Regions from separate parts of the Gossypium hirsutum genome. Here regions 1 and 2 are each linked to region 3. The links are chromatin contacts, called in public Hi-C maps. All regions are on one chromosome and are shown on one strand. The core of a region is the stretch at or near the end of the contact, and the rest is flanking DNA. Distances in the headings are between cores, read along the strand shown. Region 1 holds the start of LOC107887281 (HIPL1 protein). Region 2 has its middle 21 kb from the start of LOC107887296. Region 3 holds the start of LOC107887285 (protein-L-isoaspartate O-methyltransferase 1).

Region 1 (3,284 bases), core at 636-3,135, 330 kb before region 3:
TCTACAAAAATGAGCATTTTAAGTTGCATGATTTCGATCAAGGTTTCCAAAACTAAACTGATAGTTGAAACAGTTAGGACAACAGTTCTCAATTTGATTAGTTGGTTTGGTTTGATCAAATACACTATTAAAAATCCATAAAAATATATTTAAAAAATAGAGAAATCGGGTCAATCGGCTCAACTGATTTTTATCTTGGTTCAATATGTTTGTATTGGTTTGTGGATCAATCGGTTCAACCTTATCTCCAGATCGATACCTTAGGTAGTTCTTGGTCCGATTGGCCAGTTCGATTCTGAAAACACTAGTCTTAATTGACGAAAGAAGAGCAAACAAACAATGAAGTTCAAAAATAGAACTAATTGCTAGTGTCTAAACATTAAGAGGACAAATTTCGAGAATTATTGGCATTGACAGACATTATAAAGGAAGACAGGGAAACAAAAGTAAAGAGAGAAAAATAATGTAAAAGAAGAAAGGAAATAAAAAGATTAAAAAAATGTTAATATTTATATAATTATATCACGTAGCAATCTATTATTGGCTAGATTTTTTAATAGATATAATATTTAGGTGTAAAATGAGCAATGAAAGAATAGTTTAAGTACAACGTTTGATCCAAAGAAAATTCAATTACCAACTTGGAGAAAACGATATAGCTGTAGGTTAAGTACCAAAATCAAAAAATATATATATCAATTTATAGATTAAACCTAAAAAAAATTATTCTATTGACATAAAATTTTGAATTAATTTATTATATGCAATAAATTTGAATTAAATATATTTTTCAAATATCTAAATTCAGACATTTTACATTTAGTAAATACAGTTTATTTATATTTTTTTGCATTTTGCAAATAAATGAATGTCCCTTCATATCCGAAGTGTTTATTCGTAAAAGTAAAACAACTACAAGCTATAAATGAAAAAAAAATTGAATTGCTAACGAAATTATTTTATATTTAAAATAATAAATATAACTTAAAATATTAATATAAAAATATTTTCTAAACAATTATTGATTAATTTTTATTTACTTAAAAATTATTTTTTAGAAATATTTATTAAAAAAATTCAAACAAGAAAATCATTCTGTCAACAAAAATCCAATAATAAAAAACTTTGAAACATTACTAAATAATCTCCAAAGTTAAAAAAAATAAAATTCATTCTGTCAAAAAAATTCTAATAATAAAAAAAAATCTTTGAAACATCACTGAATAATACCAAAGGTTAAAAAAACATTCTGTCAAAAAAAAATCCAATAATAAAAAATTAAAAATCGAAAATCAAATCGGACTGTGATGGATATTCGAAAAATTCAAATTTAGCTATAATTTGGATATTCAAAGGATGAAACCCAACGTCTCCCTTTTTTTTATAGGCATAATGATAAATTTACTCTTTAATATTTATATATTTTTATTAATTTAGTCAATTTTTAAATTAAATTTAATTATTAAATTTTTAAAAAAAATTAAAATAATTTTTAATAGAAATGTCGATTAATCGTGCTAACAAATAATTTAAAATTAATAAAAATTTAAAATTCAAAAAAATTATAAAAAGTAAATAAAAAATCTACCTTGATTGTTATGTTTAAAATTATAACATTTTCATCTGTATTTCGATATTTTTAAAAGATATTAGTTAAATTCTGACTATTTTTTTGAAAAGTTGAAGTAAAATTTAATTAAAAAAATATAAATCATTATGCGTATTTTAATAGTTAAATGCGAAAGTGAAATGGTTGTCGTCATATCTTTGTCCGTTTCTTATAGTTTTGATGTCATTCCTTCCGTGTATTTTGTCATTTTTTAAGTGTTTAGATCCTTTTCCCAATAGTGGATAATAATGAATAAAAAACAGTCAAGTTGTTCATCTTGTATGCGGTAAAGGGAAAAAAAAAACAAACTATTTTTACATTTAGAGTCTCACCCACTGTCTTTAGTCTGCAGCTAGAAGGAAGTTATGGAAAAGTCAACTAATGCATACCGACCAATTGATGTCCTTTATGATCCGATTGAAAGCTACCCCATAATCAATTCATGATATTCAACTCTTTTTATGTTTGAATCACAAAAATGTCAAAAGCTAGTTTTGCCTTCACAAGTACAGTAAAGTCGAATCCAGCTTCCTTCTCGAAAAGGGTAGTTTTATAATTAATTAGAAATGGATTTTCATTGATGGGTAGTGGGAAGAATGTTGAGAAGCTGGAAAGGAAGAAAACCCTTTATTGTATATGAAGTTTAAGAACATGTTTTGTAGCTGAAGTCAACTTTGTAGCCCTTTGTTTCTCTACCAATTTGGTGCAATGAAAGGTGTTTTTGTTCTTAATCTTATGTTCAGCTTCTTGTTGCTTCTTTATCCTTCTACTTCTTTTCCTTTGTGTACAAATTCAGGTAAGTTCTGAATCTAAAAAGTTTGAATTTATTTCTTTTTTAGGTTTCTAATTTTTCTTTCTGGGTTTTGTTTGCAGAGGCACCTTTCACCTTGAAGACTGCTTTGAAATTTTGTTCCTACAATGGAAGTAGCTGCTGCAATTCCACTGTTGATTCACAATTACAGAAGCAATTTCAAGATATGAATATCTCGGATCCAAGCTGTGCTTCAGTTCTTCAATCAGTCCTCTGTGCTGTAAGACTTTCATTTCTTCACTGGTTTAAATGCTTGATTCATTGGTTTATATCCTTTTTTATTATTATGATTTTGCAGAGATGCGATCCATTTTCAGCGCAGTTGTTCGCAATTGATACCGAGACTCGTACGGTGCCTCTCCTTTGCAACTCTACTGTTTCAACAAATTCATCTCAGTCTAACCAAGCAACAAATGATTTCTGCTCTAATGTATGGGATACATGTCAAAATGTATCTATGTTGAATTCCCCGTTTGCACCTTCCTTGCAAGGGCAAGCCGGAGCACCTGCCAATTCGAATTTCACCAAATTGATTGATCTTTGGCAGTCCAAAACTGATTTCTGTAATGCCTTTGGTGGAGCATCTACTGATGAATCAGTTTGCTATGATGGTGAACCTGTTAGATTAAATGAGACGCGAACTCCTAGTGCTCCAAATGGTTTGTGCCTTGAGAAAATTGGTAATGGAAGTTACTTGGATATGGCTGCTCACCCCGATGGATCGAACCGTGCATTCTTCTCCAATCAACAAGGAAAGATTTGGTTGGCGACTATTCCGAAAGTTGGATCAGGAGGAACGTTGGAGCTTGATGAGTCCAATCCCTTCATAGACCTTACTGATGAAGTTCATTTTGATACTGCATT
Region 2 (2,814 bases), core at 53-2,552, 450 kb before region 3:
AAAATATGACCTTCAAATACATGACATAATCATGGATTGGAAATGACTAGTGAGATAAACATCCTAAGTCCTCATATAAATAGTTCAAACAGACAAATTGCTGAACCATAAAAGACCTTGAATTTTTCAAAGTAAAAAAGAAAACCCTTCAATATTTTTGACAATTTGTATAATAGGAAGAGTCTAATTCATGACAAAATCAGATCTTCAATCAGATATCAAGCTGAATCCTAAAGACCAAATATTTCAAATCCAAACCATACCAAATATTTCAAATCCAAACCATTCAATTGTATTTAACATAAGACCAAGAACTAACATCATTTCTCATATCATCTGATCAGAATTACAAAATACTTAACATGGTTTTTTAGGAAAGTTGAAATAACATGAATATATTTAGGGAAAGAGTAGTAAAAGGGACAAATTTTATGGAGATGCAAATAAAAAGAGAAAGTAAATTGCATAAGGAACCTGGAAAGAGTATCTAAGCTGAACAATAAATGGATGAACAACTTTAGTAAGGATATCCCTCTCAGCTCTCATGTAATCGACATGATTCTTTTTAATGATAGTTACTTTCTTCATAACTTTCATAGCAAAAAGCCCATCACCATCCTCATCATTCCTTCCTTTTTTCCTCACTTGAAAAACTTTCCCAAAAGCTCCTTGTCCAACAACTCTCAGGATCTCAAAATCCTCAGGCCCAATCTTGGGTTTTGCTTCTTCTTCTTCATCGTCATCTTGTTCCTCGGCTTCGTATTCGGTTTCAGTTTGGATTTGGAGAGGGAGGGAAGAAGAGACGGTGTAACGAGGAGAAGGACCCACATAAGAATGGGACCTGGTGTGGATAACTTGAGGATCCCCAAGGAAAGCAGAAGGGGGAGACGTGGAGGAAGGTGAATGGAGGGTGGGGTTGGGATGGTGAGGAGTCAAAGGGCCGAAAACATCGCCAAAATCAAACTATGATTAGAAGGAGGAGTGATGGTGAGTTTCTTGAGGTTAGTGGCTAAAAGGGATTGAAGGTTTTTCTTTTGGGATGATGAAGTTGATATCATCTTTTATATTTTCTTAGCAGAAATAGAAAAGAAAAACTAGGGCAGCCAAAGAATGGCTATTATTATTACATTTTAAGGAGAAGGATGGGATGGGAGACACGAAACGAACTGAAAGTAGTGCAGAGGAAGATCAGTTTGAATAGAATTGAAAACGAGAAACATGTTTGATGGACAAGAGGGAGATGTTAGATGGAAGTGGCAATAATTTTGGGTGTCTGATTTCAGTAACGCGCACCTGCGACACTGACAATCACACGCCGAGGTTTACAAATGGGAGTATATCACATTCATTCCCTATACTTTCAAAATGTCCAATCCTAAACTATCAATAAATATTTTATTATGGATAAAATTATCATAAAATACTAATTTAAAAAAAAATTATTAGAATAGGCTAAATCTTAGAATATTTATGAAAATAGGCCGATTTAGGTAAAATGCTTCTAGCTCAGGGGGAAATCCAAAAAAATACTTCCAGTTAGAAGTATTTTCTCCGTGTCACCAATAAAACTCTTCCTGCTGGACATGTTTTTACCCCCCAATGGCTACTTTTCCGACCTCCCCAACCTTATTAATTGTTTACAATATTCTCTCAAAATTCTTAAACCATTCTCAAAATTTTCTCAAATTCTCTCCTAAATTTATTACTAAAATTCTATTTCTATCTAAATTAGATTTTTTATTAATATTTTCTAAAAATATTGTTTATTAAAAATTAATTTGTGTTCTATACAATTAGCAATGATCGATTCTCTACTCCGTCATGATGACAAGCACATTTCCATCAATCAATTGCAAATGGTAAGAATAATTTTTAATAAAGTTTACTTTTTTTTATTTTATTGTTATATTTTAACTTAATATTTTGTATTTTTTATGTAAATAGGTGGAAGATTAAATTTTACAATGTCATATTCGTAATCTACCCGGTCCTCCATCACTATTAATCAATCCATACTTGAGGGAAGTTAGTTTTTGGCGTGTGACCCTTGTAGGTCGAGGCTATAAGTTGGACTGGAAACTCATAAGCGCGTTGGCAGAGGGGTGGAGACCCGAGATACACACATTCTATCTTTCATGATGCAAGTATGCTATTACTTTGGAGGACGTGTATTAATAGTTGGGGTTATCGGTGGATGGGTTGGTAGTCATCAAGTCTGTTCAGTTTGCTGACTAGGGAGGCGTATGTAGTGAACTTTTGAGTTCGGTTCCAAAGACAATTTACAAAGTTCGGATCAAAATGGCTTGGTGATACGGGGTTGCGCGCGGACCAAGATCGAGTTGTCAAGTCACGAGAAACTCCTACGAAAACCCTAAACAATTAGATCTGAAACGAAACAGAAAATTAAAAGATTAGATTTTTGAATTTTCAGATCTGAAATAAAATCCCCAAATCAGCAAAGAATCAAATTGAGAATAGAAATAAGTGTTAGGGTTCTTGAAACCCTCAAGGAGATTGTGATATTGAACACCAAGATAGTTTTCCCCAAATTTCGACAATCTAATTTCACCCAAAAAGAGTATGGAAAAACCCTAGAAATTGGGGATTTTTGGGCTGATTCCTTAAGATAGAAAAAGGCTGAAAACACAATAAGAACAGAAAATAGATTAGATAATGATTCAGCACAAGTAGAAATAAAGAAAGAATTGACAGTAAGAAATTAAAAGATAAGTCCTAAGAAGCCTTGAAATCTCGAAAGATCTCACAACTCCCTTCAAACGGCTCTAATCTCCCCTCCAAAGAATATCAATGGCA
Region 3 (2,865 bases), core at 135-2,634:
AAATTAAAACATATTTTCACTAAATGGCTTAGAAAAATATAATATATAAAATTTATCTTAAATGCTATTATATTAAAAGCGTGGGAAATCAAAGTTAATAGCAAAAGTTATGCATATTTGTAGAATATTCAAAAAGAAAATGGGGTAAGCTATTTTATAATCCAAAGGACCAAATGGACACAGTGTCGATTTGTAAGACATTCCTTAGGAAAAGTTACATAAACAAGTTCAAGTCTCGAAACCCATTGGAAATACAATAATCCAAGAGGTTTTAGTCATGATATTATTCCAAGTGATGAACTTGAAAATGGTCAACATCATAAAAAGCTTTGGCTTAGGGGGATAGTTTCCTTAGGATAGAAGTTGTTCATGATGGTCTAGTTTATCAAATAGATGACCTAGTAAACTATGATGATACTATGCAATAATGTTGATTTCAAGTCCTTAACCACTAGCTCATCATGCAGCTTCCTGATCTTGCCCTTCAAGTTTTGAATTTCCATTTCTAGTTCCAAAACCCAAGCCTCAAGATAACAAGCCTTTTGCACGCTTGAGGAATTACCGATATTAGCTTATGGATTATTATAGTCCCAGAACCTAAGCCGTATTATTTTAAGGTGGATTATTTTTACTAACAAGTAATAAGAGTGTCAGTTCATGGATTCCTTAAAACTAAAATCGATTTAGTCCTATGCATTTTAACTGGTTAGCCAATCTTTTTCACACTACCATCTTCATCTCCTCGCTAAACTAATTGGTAGTTATTTAAGCTCGATCTAATTTGAAATATGAGTTTAAAATTTTATTTAAATTAGTTCATAATTGTAAACAGTTAGGTTGAATTTATCTAGATTCCCTTGTATTATTTTTTTAAAAAAAAGTTACTATTTTTTAATATTTAGTAATTATATATAAGTATACTATCATTATATTTTTTATTTTATTAAAAAAATTTATATTTACATTATAACATAATATACTTAACTTCTATATATAAATAACATAATACATAAAAGAAAAGAAAAGAAAAATAACATATTATATACTTAAAAATCGAACAGATTAGGCCGAATTTGGGCTTTGAATATTAAAATTAGAGTCTAATCCATATTTTAAAAGAGCCTAATTTTTTTAAAACTTATTTTTCTACCCTAATATTAACCTTCTAAATTTTAACTCAACTTTCCAACTTAAAAAGTTAATCCGAACAATTCTTACCAAACAAGCCCACAAAAATGTATCATTGGTAGAAAAGGGCATGGAATTAAACCAAGAACAATTTCATAAACAACTAAAGGCCCGGAAATTTGCTATCATCATTGATCCATGGAAGAATTATCAATTACAAAAGTAAGCCCAAGAGAGTATCGTCAGTGTTGGGCCAACCAGATGAGTCAGCTCCGAGTGAGCAAAGCTAGCAAGCCATATTATACTAATGGAAACTGACCCTAGTACCTTCTTTCTTCATCCACGCTCTGCTGCTTCTTCATTTTGTTCGATTCTTCCTTTATTAATCAATCTTTTAGCTCCCTAACTTCAATTTTCTTCTTAGGATAACCCCTTGTTTTTCAGGATGGAGGTGCCTTACTCTTTCCTTTTTCTTCCCTCTCTCTCGCTTCACTTTTATGCTTAATAACAGTTTTGGTTTCTGGGTTTTGTTTTCCTTCTGATTACGGGGAAATGGTGTTTTTTTTCCTCTCTTTTTTTGTTTATTACTTTGGTTTTGAGTTTGGGTTTTCAAAAAATGATACTATTGTCTTGGTTGATCATCAAAAATAGAAAAGGAATAATTTAGGGACGGTTTCTGAGAATTTCTAGGGTGATCATCAATGATAGCTTGAAGAACTAGCTTTTGTTATATATATAGAATTGTTTGAATTGTTGAATATTTTTTGGACTTTTACTAACATAATAGGTTCAATTAGTGTAATTTTGTAAGATTCATAATCTAGGAATTTAAACAAAACATATTGCAATTTGATTGTTATTTTTGTGAACTTGCCAGAAGGTGGGAATTTTATGTTGTGGATGTAATTATTGGTGCAAAAGACATCATTTGAGGTAGTTCCTGGTACAGGGTCCGGTATGTCAAGTAGCCTGGGGATGCTATGTTCTATTGGCTATTTCCATTGGGGCCCATTGTGCCATGTCTAGTGATAATTTAGCATGTCCATCGACTTCGGACCTGCGAACTCAGCCCGTGGCTGCCCTTGATAAGGAGGGCATTGGACCTGCGATGACGTCTATACCAATGATTGCTTGTTCAACTTCTCTGTCTGAGGTTCCTCTGTTATTTTGTGGCTTGCCTTGAAAATAAAATTAGTTATGGCCATAGGCATTTTCAGTGGTTGATTCGTGTAGCATTCAGTGGCTTTATTTCAGTATTTCTGTTTCCTTTTGTTGTTTTTCGGTTCAATGGTGACTTTGTGCTAAACATTTTTGGTAATGATTTGTTAGCACCACTCGGGTGGAAGTGGGACCAACAAGAACAAACAAATGGTGGAGCAGTTGCAGCGATATGGAGTGATTTCATCAAAGAAGGTTGTTGAAGTAATGGAGACTATTGATAGAGCATTATTTGTACCTGATGGGACCCCAGCTTATGTCGATAGTCCAATGGCAATAGGTTACAATGCCACCATTTCTGCACCTCATATGCATGCTACCTGCCTTCAGTTATTGGAGGAAAATTTGCAGCCCGGCATGCATGCTTTAGACATTGGTTCAGGTCTCTTTTCACTCCATTATGTCGTATCTGTGCTTTTCAGATTCTTTCATATATACTACTCTCTTGAAATGGTGGAATATCAAATGTGCTGCACTTATTCTCTTGATGTTAATCTCACTTTGTCAATGGTCATTGAG

The links. Hi-C and Micro-C count contacts between places; a contact is called where the count stands out from the background.
Region 1: a contact with region 3 is called in a Hi-C map of leaf, with 3 times the contacts expected there. The contact joins the promoter of LOC107887281 here to the promoter of LOC107887285 in region 3. A contact is called at or near these places in 18 of 34 Hi-C or Micro-C datasets (anther, callus, hypocotyl and 3 more).
Region 2: a contact with region 3 is called in a Hi-C map of leaf, with 4 times the contacts expected there. The contact joins the enhancer-like site here to the promoter of LOC107887285 in region 3. A contact is called at or near these places in 11 of 34 Hi-C or Micro-C datasets (callus, leaf and petal).

What each region holds. Positions count from the first base shown.
Region 1 is chrA03:24,040,574-24,043,857 of Gossypium_hirsutum_v2.1, reverse strand. LOC107887281 (HIPL1 protein) reads left to right here and starts at 1,885. Exons shown (of 7, transcript XM_016811472.2): 1 at 1,885-2,405; 2 at 2,483-2,640; 3 at 2,719-3,284. The coding sequence starts at 2,318.
Region 2 is chrA03:24,161,704-24,164,517 of Gossypium_hirsutum_v2.1, reverse strand. It overlaps the pseudogene LOC107887297. Among protein-coding and RNA genes, the nearest start is that of LOC107887296, 21 kb to the left of the region's middle. Within about 2 kb of position 1,302, at least 9 of the 9 cell types and tissues checked have an H3K27ac peak or open chromatin away from gene starts, as enhancers often do. A contact at or near this core is called in leaf, where this site is marked.
Region 3 is chrA03:23,713,892-23,716,756 of Gossypium_hirsutum_v2.1, reverse strand. It overlaps LOC107887285 (protein-L-isoaspartate O-methyltransferase 1), which reads left to right and starts at 1,384. Exons shown (of 5, transcript XM_016811474.2): 1 at 1,384-1,579; 2 at 2,078-2,281; 3 at 2,458-2,728. The coding sequence starts at 1,574.